Linked DNA regions of Gossypium hirsutum: region 1 is linked to region 2. A link is a contact called in public Hi-C data. All regions are on one chromosome and are shown on one strand. The core of a region is the stretch at or near the end of the contact, and the rest is flanking DNA. Distances in the headings are between cores, read along the strand shown. Region 1 holds the start of LOC107909653 (AP-1 complex subunit gamma-2). Region 2 holds the start of LOC107909635 (U4/U6 small nuclear ribonucleoprotein Prp31 homolog).

The links. Hi-C and Micro-C count contacts between places; a contact is called where the count stands out from the background.
Region 1: a Hi-C map of leaf shows a contact between it and region 2, with 2.2 times the contacts expected there. The contact joins the promoter of LOC107909653 here to the promoter of LOC107909635 in region 2. A contact is called at or near these places in 9 of 34 Hi-C or Micro-C datasets (callus and leaf).

Annotation. Positions count from the first base shown.
Region 1 is chrD02:61,547,971-61,553,355 of Gossypium_hirsutum_v2.1, reverse strand. LOC107909653 (AP-1 complex subunit gamma-2) reads right to left here and starts at 2,822. Exons shown (of 18, transcript XM_016837268.2): 1 at 2,473-2,822; 2 at 1,438-1,740; 3 at 1,125-1,266; 4 at 148-321. The coding sequence starts at 2,504.
Region 2 is chrD02:61,394,944-61,400,159 of Gossypium_hirsutum_v2.1, reverse strand. It overlaps LOC107909635 (U4/U6 small nuclear ribonucleoprotein Prp31 homolog), which reads left to right and starts at 1,794. Exons shown (of 7, transcript XM_016837245.2): 1 at 1,794-1,993; 2 at 2,110-2,175; 3 at 2,277-3,307; 4 at 3,423-3,493; 5 at 3,777-3,879; 6 at 4,006-4,081; 7 at 4,653-5,216. The coding sequence starts at 1,991. The coding sequence ends at 4,760.

The DNA.
Region 1 (5,385 bases), core at 1,573-4,072, 150 kb before region 2:
CTCCAAAAAATACCAAAGCAGATACTAAATATTTATAATTTTATATAGGAGCAGACAAGTAAAGCAAATAATTCATGAACTCCATAGAGTGTCTTTCAGATGCTATAGCTATGAGCTGTTGTGCTCATAAGATCAAGACCAGTATACCTTTCTAAAGTATTCAAGGGCTTCTGAGCTGACTTTACATAGATCTGCACAAAGTTGAACTCCTGTTATCAGGACCCCATGATGCTTTTCTTTAAGTAGGGAAGCGGCACAATTAATAAAGTTTTCAGCCAGGTCTGGAACTTTCTTTATGATCCGTATGGAGCACAATGCTGCCTAGAACAAGAGTCAAGAGCTCTTAAAGATTGCAGGCAGATCACTGAAGAAATTGACGTATATATAACCTAAAAATTATCAACAAATGCACATTATGAGAATTCATAACCAAAGCCACTTTGCACACACGGGCAGGAGGGGAGGGATGTGGAAGTGGGAGGCCTGTTTAATTGAATCAATCCTCCAATAGAAAAGTGATATTGCAGTTGAACCAATTCAGAACATTGAAAAATGCCATCATAGAATGGTTGGCAATGATCATTAGATGTCTTTCCCTCCCCATCAAACAAGAAAACTGAAGTTGGCTATCTTGGAGTCACACATCAGACTTAATAGTTTCAATACGTTAGCATTTTTCCCTTGAATGATTGTATGCTGCAAATTCTTCTGGTTAAGAAATGTAGGCAGAAAAAATATCCAGATTTGATAAAAGTAGCTGCCATATGAATGGTGCAGAATATCATTGAACGAATATCACATCATACAGATGGCATCTCAGTTATGCAGTATCCAGTACTTAATCATCAGTTTACACTTTTAACCTTTTAATTGACAAAATTACAAACGCATTGTTGCAAAGAAATAAAGGGCACAAACAGAAATATTTGAAGTGCTCAACAGAATAACCCAAAACTTTCCTACTCCTGCAGAAGAGGACAGAGAAGTTATCATTTAAGAGGGGATACTCAGCATTAAGCATAAGAAATTCAAAAAGTCTGGAGTCCAGTGGCCTCCATTTTCTTCTTTACTTCACATCTATATGTGATGAACATATCTTTGAGTTAAGAATAGGACACACTTACTTTCTTCCTGATATTTGGATCTCGAAACTGCAGCAATCTTTCTACTTCAGGTGAAAGATCACGGGCCATTTCTGCTGAACAAATATTACCCAGTGCACAAAGAGCAAGTCCTACAATGTACTGGTTTGAATGGTTCAGATCTCTGCATATAAGTTAAGGTTCCTGCAAGTAAAGCAAATCTCTCCATTTTCTTATTTTTACACTTGTAATACAACCCTATCAGGCACAATAATATTAACCCAGAACAGAACTGATTAAAGGGAAAAGGAAATGGGAACAAAATAAGCTTGAGAAGAATCCACGCAAAAGATACTGCTTTAATGAGTTTGTGACCAACATGAGAACTTCTTGTCTTTCATCAAGAAGCAACATAAGACCAAGATATCCTATCCTCTTCTCTGGAAATCCAGCAGATGCAATCAACTTCAAGCACTCCATTTGGCCAAAATGAGTGGGATATCCAAGTATCTGAATGAACATGAGTTTTGCCAGGTTACGGTGCCTATAATCTTGATCATCTTCATTAATTGAAGCACGAATAGCAGCACACTCTTTCCTTACAACAGCACGCTCTTCTGCTGCAGTTTTGCATGCACGTATAGCCCGTATCATGTCCCTGCATTGGAGAAGTAAGTTTAAACCATTTTCAATTAATATGTATATAAACTACATGTGCATTTTCTATGCCTGCCATTTTACAAAAAGTGTGTCTAGGTGCACCAGGCATGCACCTCACCTAAAAGGGTTCGAGGCACTTTTGTTTGCTATCTAGTGTTAAGGCGCACGGTGCATGCGCACCTTTGTGGATGCCTTAACGATGCTACATATAATGCAAGACTAGAGACAGTACGACTTGCGTGACCAAACCAGCCAACGTTTTAGTTGTCATCTATGTAATAGTACCTCCTAACAACAATGCTATTTAGTGCATCATTTAATATTATCAACATTTCCAAAAAAAGAAGATCAAGCTACTTTCAAACCAATTATTAAATGGGTATGACACATTTCTACAATTTCATTAATAGTTGCAAGTTGCAACTAACTCGAGATAATAAAAAGGAAATCAAAAGATAATCAGAAGAACCAAATTATGAAAACCCCAAACAGGCTAACATATTACACTTAGCTCTAAATACATACGCAATCATCTTTTAAGTTGCACGAACCACAACTGAACTCCCGAAATTCTAATCACGGTATTAAAAAAAACAGCTCTTATAAATTTTAGTCACAACTCCAGTCCACTCAAATAAACAAACTCATGAGTTGTTGATCTGATCTTCAAATTAAAAGGAAAAAGGAGAAGTAAAAGAAGAAATGGGTAACAGTAGGAATCGGTGCTCACCTTAGACGAGTACCGGAAGAAAAAGGATTCATGATCGTATTAAGGTAGGAAACTCTAGTAGAGAGGTCGACACAGATGGAATAGAAACTAAACCAAATGCTGCAATTAAATCGATCACCAAAATAGCACTATTCAGAATTAAACCGTACTGTTTTTTTTTTCTCTTTTCGCAAGCTTAAAGAATGTGAAATTGAAGATCCAAATGCTGGAATTCGGAGATCTAAGAAAGAGGAAGAAACGGAGAATTGGATCTGAGAGACCGAGAAAACGGAGTCTCTTTTTCTACTTGAGAAAAATGGGAGCAGAGCAGTCAAATTGGCAATTTGTAAGTCCAGTCAGTCGTAAATATTGGGTTAAATTTGCAAGGGGGATATTCGGCTTATTTATTGGTTGGACATGACATGGCAGGATTTCATTGGGCAGTTAGAGAGATTTGTTTGTAGTAATTAGTAACGGCTCTGCAGGCTTCGCTGTTTATTCTTTTAATTTGGTGTATCAACTTCAATTCTTTTCTTAATTTGATAACTAATTTTCTTTGTTTAATTTAGTTTTTTTCTTATTTCATACTTAACTTGTTTTTATCTAATTTAGTACTTAAACTTGTCAAATGATATATAAAATTACATCAATATATTAACAATGTTTTTTTTATGAAGTAGCAATAATATTCAAAATGTATGATCGATATGTGATCAATGATATGGAATTTTTTATATTTTAAATGTTAAATTACTTTTAGTTTATTTTATTTTATTTTAAATTTTACATTTAACCTAATGAATTTATTTTATTTTGGATTTTTAAAACTTTTATTTTCTTCTTCAGTATTAATTTGTGAAGAACGATTCAAAGCACAATTTGTAACATGAATTACCTCTTATAGTGATGATATTTTTATGAAATTAAGGGCTTTGTAAAGATCAAGCCATGCTTTAAGCATGTAATCCATTTTGAATCATTATTACCAATAACAATCAAAGTAATCTCAACCTCAATAAAAACTAAACTTTAAGCATATTGTTTAATGCAACAGAAGAAACTCCAAATAAATGTAATAACTCTTACCATTAAATTTCTTGTCATCTATCACATGTCAATCATACATTAGCTATTTTTGTTCCCTCATGAAAAACTAACATTATGGTAATTTGTATAATATTTTACAAGTTTAGATACCAAATTAGGAAAAAGTGTTAAGTTCAAGTACTGAATTGGGACAAAAAAGCTAGGTAACCACTTAAGAAAAAGAGTCACGTTTAAGTATCAAATTGGGCCAAAAAACCTTAGGTATCAAATTTTAAAAAAAAAGTGTCAAGTCCATGTATCAAATGTTATATTTTTAAGGTTTTTTTTTCTTCTTGTTGTTGTTCAAACTATGAAAATTCTTTGAAAGCAAAGGAATTACAACAAATAAATAAGTTCAGTTGTAATACAAAATACCCAATTTATCCGACAAGAATAAAATATTGTTTCTTAGCAATCCAATCAGCTATTTGATTATTAGGTCAAATCACACGGCTAAAAAAAACATTTGAAACACAAGAAACCATCAAGAGGATATTGGAGATAAATGTTGAAACTTCCAAAGAAGTTGAGATCTTTCCATTAAGCATTTTGATTGTATAAAAGCAATTTTATTTAATGATGATGTGTTGCCATCCATGTAACACCCCAATACCCAACCCGATCGTTGGGTCTAAGCTACAATGTGTCACATTCATTGTCGGAGCAACTACGATCAAACTACATTTGCTTTATACCAATAAATGGTTAAATTTCAAACAATACATACATATGTTACTATATACATTCGTTTTTGGGTCGTATATGAGCTTATGGAAGCTTTATTGCAAAACCGAGGTCAAATTATGACCAAATTATAAAAATTTTAAAATATCAGGTTGATGTCACAGCGTTGAGGGTTCCTTGTCGCGACGCAACATACTAACTTGATCTCATCACAACATTAAAGGACTGACATCACGACATGACCCCTGTTTTACAACAAACTCCAATTTGGTACCTATTTAACTGATCAATACAATTCAATATTCTCAAAACCAATCTTCAAAACCATTAATACCATTTCCAGCATACATTCTCAACATATCTCATCATATATATATGTATACATTTCTTAAACCTATTTGCTAACATCGACACTTGTGCCATTCAACATTCGTTTACACAATTGGCATATACATTTCCCTTATAAACCATAAGTATGCCAACTTTTCATACAATTCATCAAGGTATTATATTCACAATATGTAAATTAACTATTTAGCCATTATTACATTACCATTTTAAGCTTCAAATATAAGCATAATTATCTATTATATCAACAATCTGATTTAGCCTAAGTACATTATGTTTAACAAACAAAAAGACTTTACAAACATTGATGAGTTAGGGACACTTGGCTGGATGCCGGAGTTACTACTTGAGACCTCTAGATGTACCTATACCTACATAGGGGAAAAACAAACCATACGCTAAGCAATAATGCTCAATGGTATTTCCATTATTCAAGTAAATATAACATAGGTTACAATCATTTGCATACAATCAATTTGAATTCTAATGTCAACCAATGTAGATATACAACTCATGCTAAATATCATTCAATGTAATAGCATATATGTATATATATAAATATGCTACCAAAGTACCAATGCATCATTTGAACTATCTAAATATTAGTTCAATTAACAAAGCTAAATGAACTTGTCATGCCAACATATCAATGTCATTAAAGCTACAAATCTATTCAATGTTCAACATTTGATCATAACACATTTCATTTCCGAACCGAATTCATTCATTCATCATTTATATATATCGGCCCTTGACCTACCGCCAAACGTAGTGGTAGTTTTAGTACATTTCGGCACTTAAGGAGCTTTTTTTGTA
Region 2 (5,216 bases), core at 545-3,044:
CTTAAACACTGAACTTAAACCTTGAACCCCGAACCCAAAACCCAAACTTGGACTCAAAATCTTAAATCCTAAATCCAACCCTAAACCTCAGGATTTGGGATTCAAGGTTTGAGGTTCTGGGTAGAATAATTACCAAAATTATGTGTCAATGACATTGAAAAATTGCACAAAAGTTTTTTTTTTTTTAAAATTAGTTGCACAAAAATAAAAAATATTAACTTATGAAGAAATGATTAAAATTTGTAAAAAAGAAGAAGAAGAAAAGGTGTTTGTTTATAATTTTAAAAATTAATTATTTTAAATAATTTAATTAAAGTTAAATTAAATTGGAGAAGATATTAGATATAGATGAGTGTATAATAATACTTTGTTATCTTTAAAATTTAATGACGTGGCACTATTTTATTGGTGTTTAAAAACTATACTTTTTAGGATGATCCTAATATAATTTATTCTCATAAAATTTTATCTAAATTGTTCCAGTGTTTCATATTTGTTGGGTTATTTCCTCTTTAATATAAGCTCATTTTCATCAAATGTTGGTTTTTGACCGAGTTCATTATCTATCATCTGAATTTGTATCATTGTGATTATCAAGATCTCTTTTTTCCTTGTATGTTTCGAAGTATAGATCATCCCAAATATACCTATGAATGAAGGTATGAAGTATGCAATATGCTAATATGATCAGATATTATTATTTTTATGTTATACTAAGTGATGTTGATATGAGAAATTTTTTTAAAATAACAAATGTCCTCTCAACCACATTTCGAAGCCTTAAACGTCTCAAATTAAAGAATTCTTGAGTCGTCTTTTGTGCTTGTGTCTAGTTCCATTCTCTCAAATCGTATCATACCCCACGATATGGTGCATGAATATTTTTTACATTTGCATAATTAACATCTACCAAATAAAATTTGGGTTCACAGTGCAAATAGTTTGTAACTTTAATAATAAAAACTCATATAAACTTAATTTTAAAAAAAGAATTATGTTATATTATAAATTTTTTTATATAATATACAAATTAAGTAAAAAAAATATAATAATTATAATATATTAACCTTTATAATTTTTTTATAGTGTGCTATAATTTTCATAACATTTCTTATAAATAATATAATTTTTTGCCATAATTTTATAAAATTATAACATTCTTTTTTACAAAAAAACATATTATTTTTATAATATATAACATCGACACATAAATAGTTTATATTCATGTTTTTTATCATAATTTTTTATAAATAAATATAATATACACTTATATAATCTTAGATTATTTTTTATAATAAATTTTATTGTTCTAACTTTAAAAAAATTAAGACTTAAGCAATATAATTTTTATTATAACTTTATAAAATACACATAAATTATGTTATAATATAAGATTTATAACATAATAAATCTTTGATCATAACCATCTTGAACACTTATACATGTTTATGCTTATAATATAAAAATTTATAACTTAAACTTGTACTCTAATTACACCAAATTTTCAATGAGATCCAGAAATTACAAGTAATTACACCCAAATTCAATTATTAAATAATTTTTCAAACACTACCTAAGAATTAAAAAGAGTAATTCAAATAATCAAATTAACAACTACGATGATCACCAAAACATACCGCACTTACTGACAAATCCAATTACCGGTGCTTTTCAAATACTACAATTTTTGAAAAAATAGATGAGAAAGATTTTTTTTACCAAGATGGATCAAAGCATAAATGATTTCGGGCCAACATAGAAATAGAAGGTCTAGCCCATACAAAAGCCGACTCGATAGCATGTTCAAGAAGTTTCCCTATAAATTATTTTCGCTATCGCCCAAACGAAGTTTCTTTGTTTATTTGCTCTTCTTTTCTCCGATTAGGGTTCCTTCATTATTCTCTTTAGGAAATTTTAATTTTCAACTTGTTTTCGTTTATTCTCTTCGATTTTGGGTTAAACCCTAGAAGGCTCCTCGCGAAAGTGTCAGATGGTTAGTTTTCTTTTCTCTAATTACTCTATTTTTTTTCTCCTGGAATTTTAGCACTTTTCATTCGATAAAATAATTGCATCTAACTGTCTGTTCTTTTACTTGGTTATAATTTTCAGGCAACTTTAGCTGATTCATTCCTTGCGGACCTTGATGAATTATCAGACAACGAAGCCGATGTTCTGGTGAGTTGAAACTATACTTACCTTTTCTGTTTTGAGTTTCAGCCTCTTTTTTTTTTATTCGACACTTAATCTGAATCGTAATGTTCATATCATTCTTTCAGGAGGAAGAAAATAATGATGTTGCAAACATGGAAGAAGATATTGATGGTGACCTCGCGGATATCGAAACGCTTAACTACGATGATCTGGACAGTGTTTCCAAATTGCAAAAAAGTCAGAGATACATTGATATAATGCAGAAAGTGGAAGATGCGCTCGAGAAGGGTTCTGATATATCAAATCAGGGCTTGGTACTGGAAGATGATCCTGAGTATCAGCTGATTGTGGACTGTAATGGACTATCAGTTGATATCGAGAATGAGATTGTTATTATCCATAATTTTATACGTGATAAGTACCGATTGAAGTTTCCTGAGCTTGAATCGCTTGTACATCATCCAATTGATTATGCTCGTGTGGTGAAAAAGATTGGCAATGAGATGGATTTAACCCTTGTGGATTTGGAAGGGCTTTTGCCTTCAGCTATCATTATGGTTGTTTCAGTTACAGCATCAACTACCAGTGGCAAGCCACTTCCTGAAGATGTTCTCCAGAAAACTATTGATGCGTGTGATCGTGCTCTGGCTCTGGATACTGCAAAGAAGAATGTTCTTGATTTTGTAGAAAGTAGAATGGGATATATTGCACCAAATCTTTCTACTATTGTTGGAAGTGCTGTTGCTGCTAAACTTATGGGTACTGCTGGTGGCCTTTCCGCATTAGCTAAGATGCCTGCTTGTAATGTTCAGCTGCTTGGTGCGAAGAAGAAGACCCTTGCAGGGTTTTCCACTGCAACGTCACAGTTTCGTGTTGGGTATATTGAACAGACAGAGATTTTTCAAACTACACCCCCTGCTTTGAGGAGTCGTGCTTGTCGTCTCTTGGCTTCTAAAGCAACTCTTGCAGCACGTATAGACTCCACTAGAGGGGATCCTTTGGGGAATGCTGGAAAAACCTTAAAGGAAGAAATTCATAAGAAAATTGAAAAATGGCAAGAACCACCTCCTGCAAAGCAGCCTAAACCACTTCCTGTTCCTGATTCTGAACCTAAGAAAAAGAGGGGTGGTCGTCGCTTAAGGAAGATGAAAGAAAGGTAGTTCTGTTATTTTGATTACTATTGAAATCTTTATTTTTCCTTTTAAAATTTTTTTCCAGCAATTTGTTTGTGCATTCTGCATTTTGCTTATATCTATATATGTTATTTTCAGGTATGCTATAACAGACATGAGGAAGCTAGCGAACAGGATGCAATTTGGAGTACCTGAGGAAAGCTCTTTAGGTGAACTTAGATTTTTCTAATTTCCGAAGAATCATTTTTAGTTTTTTTTTTCTTTAATGATGCTTGAACTCAAAAACCATGTTTTGGGTCTTCAATAGGCTTGTAGCCTCTGATTTGTCAAATACGATAATGCTTAACTACCTTCTTTAAGAAATGTCTAGTTCTGTATATTCTCTTGAGGAGTTACTTTCATGGAGCAGTTTCTAGAATCTATTTATCAACTAAGAAGAACATAACCTATTTCCCACAGTTTTCTGACTGTTCATTTCCCTTTTGATATTAGGTGATGGACTAGGTGAAGGTTATGGAATGCTTGGTCAGGCTGGGAGTGGCAAACTGCGTGTTTCAATTGGTCAGAGCAAACTTGCAGCCAAAGTTGCTAAGAAGTAGGTTCTCCTGTTCTTTTTTCCCCCTTCAATCGGTTAGCTTAATTTAGTATTTTTGCTGTTTTTCTCTCAAATTCAACCTTGCATGTTGATCTCCTGGGTGATACTCTTTTTCCTTCACTTCAGGTTCAAGGAAAAGAATTACGGAAGCAGTGGTGCCACCTCTGGGCTGACTTCAAGTTTGGCATTCACACCTGTGCAGGTATTTATGGCTTCTTCTAATTTGACCATGAGCTGAAGGGATGTCAGTAAATGTTGTTTTTATTATGACATATTTGACATATGAAAGATTTGAGAAGTTTGCGTACATGGCTTTTATTAGGTGCAAGAAAGGGTTTTTAACCTAGGAGTCTAAACAGTGTAAAGTTTAGGTTATTACTATTTCTTTTGGTTGGCAATTTTGCATTGTCGACTTAAATTATAAGAAAGAGTTCTGGAGATGTGGAAGACTGAGGGAACAAGGTCAGGTATCTGGTTATGAATGCACATGACATATTTTTAATTTTTAGGTGGTAGCATGTGTGCATGTGTGCGAGGTTTAACAAACTTTAGAGGGTTAACTTCTGATATGTGGCTGATTGGCTTTATGTTTATATGTAACATTGATCATTCTAAAATTTAGGACTGTAATTTGTGATGATTGTTTTCTCTATTTTCTATGTAGAATAGGAGAGGGTTGGCCAAAGTCCTAGTTTGAACTTCTTTTTACATGGATCAAACAGACATTATATTTTTGTTTGTGTGGGTAATGATTGGCATTTTTTGTTCATCAGGGGATTGAGCTCACAAATCCTCAAGCTCATGCACATCAGCTTGGCAGTGGAACTCAAAGTACTTACTTCTCAGAGACGGGAACATTTTCAAAGATCAAGAGGACATAGAAAGGGAAGAAGCTCACCTAATTAGATGACATTTGGTTATGCTGTAATTACGCATTTGATAAGAGTTTTATAGACTAAAGCACAAGTTTTGTTAGCTTAGCTGGCTATAGTTGTCCCTTCTTTGTAAGCTACCAGTCACTGTTTCCCTGTTATCTTCCAGAATCCCCTGTTTTTAAAGAAGAACTGATGAAGGCAGCAATCAGCAGGTGAAAGATTGAAGAGAACCATCAGCAGCAACCAGTGTCATAGGGTCATGACTCTTCTCTTCTCAAAGGACATGTATGATAAGGTATGATAGGATGTATAATGCATCCAGACTTATCCTGTTTTTATCCAAAGTGGGACTAATGCAATTTGTCTACTACTTTTAGAACACTTGGCTAGATATTGGAACTGGGCTGAAAAATTATGCCGGAAAAGGAATGATGCATAACATGACTTTTAAAATACATGTCC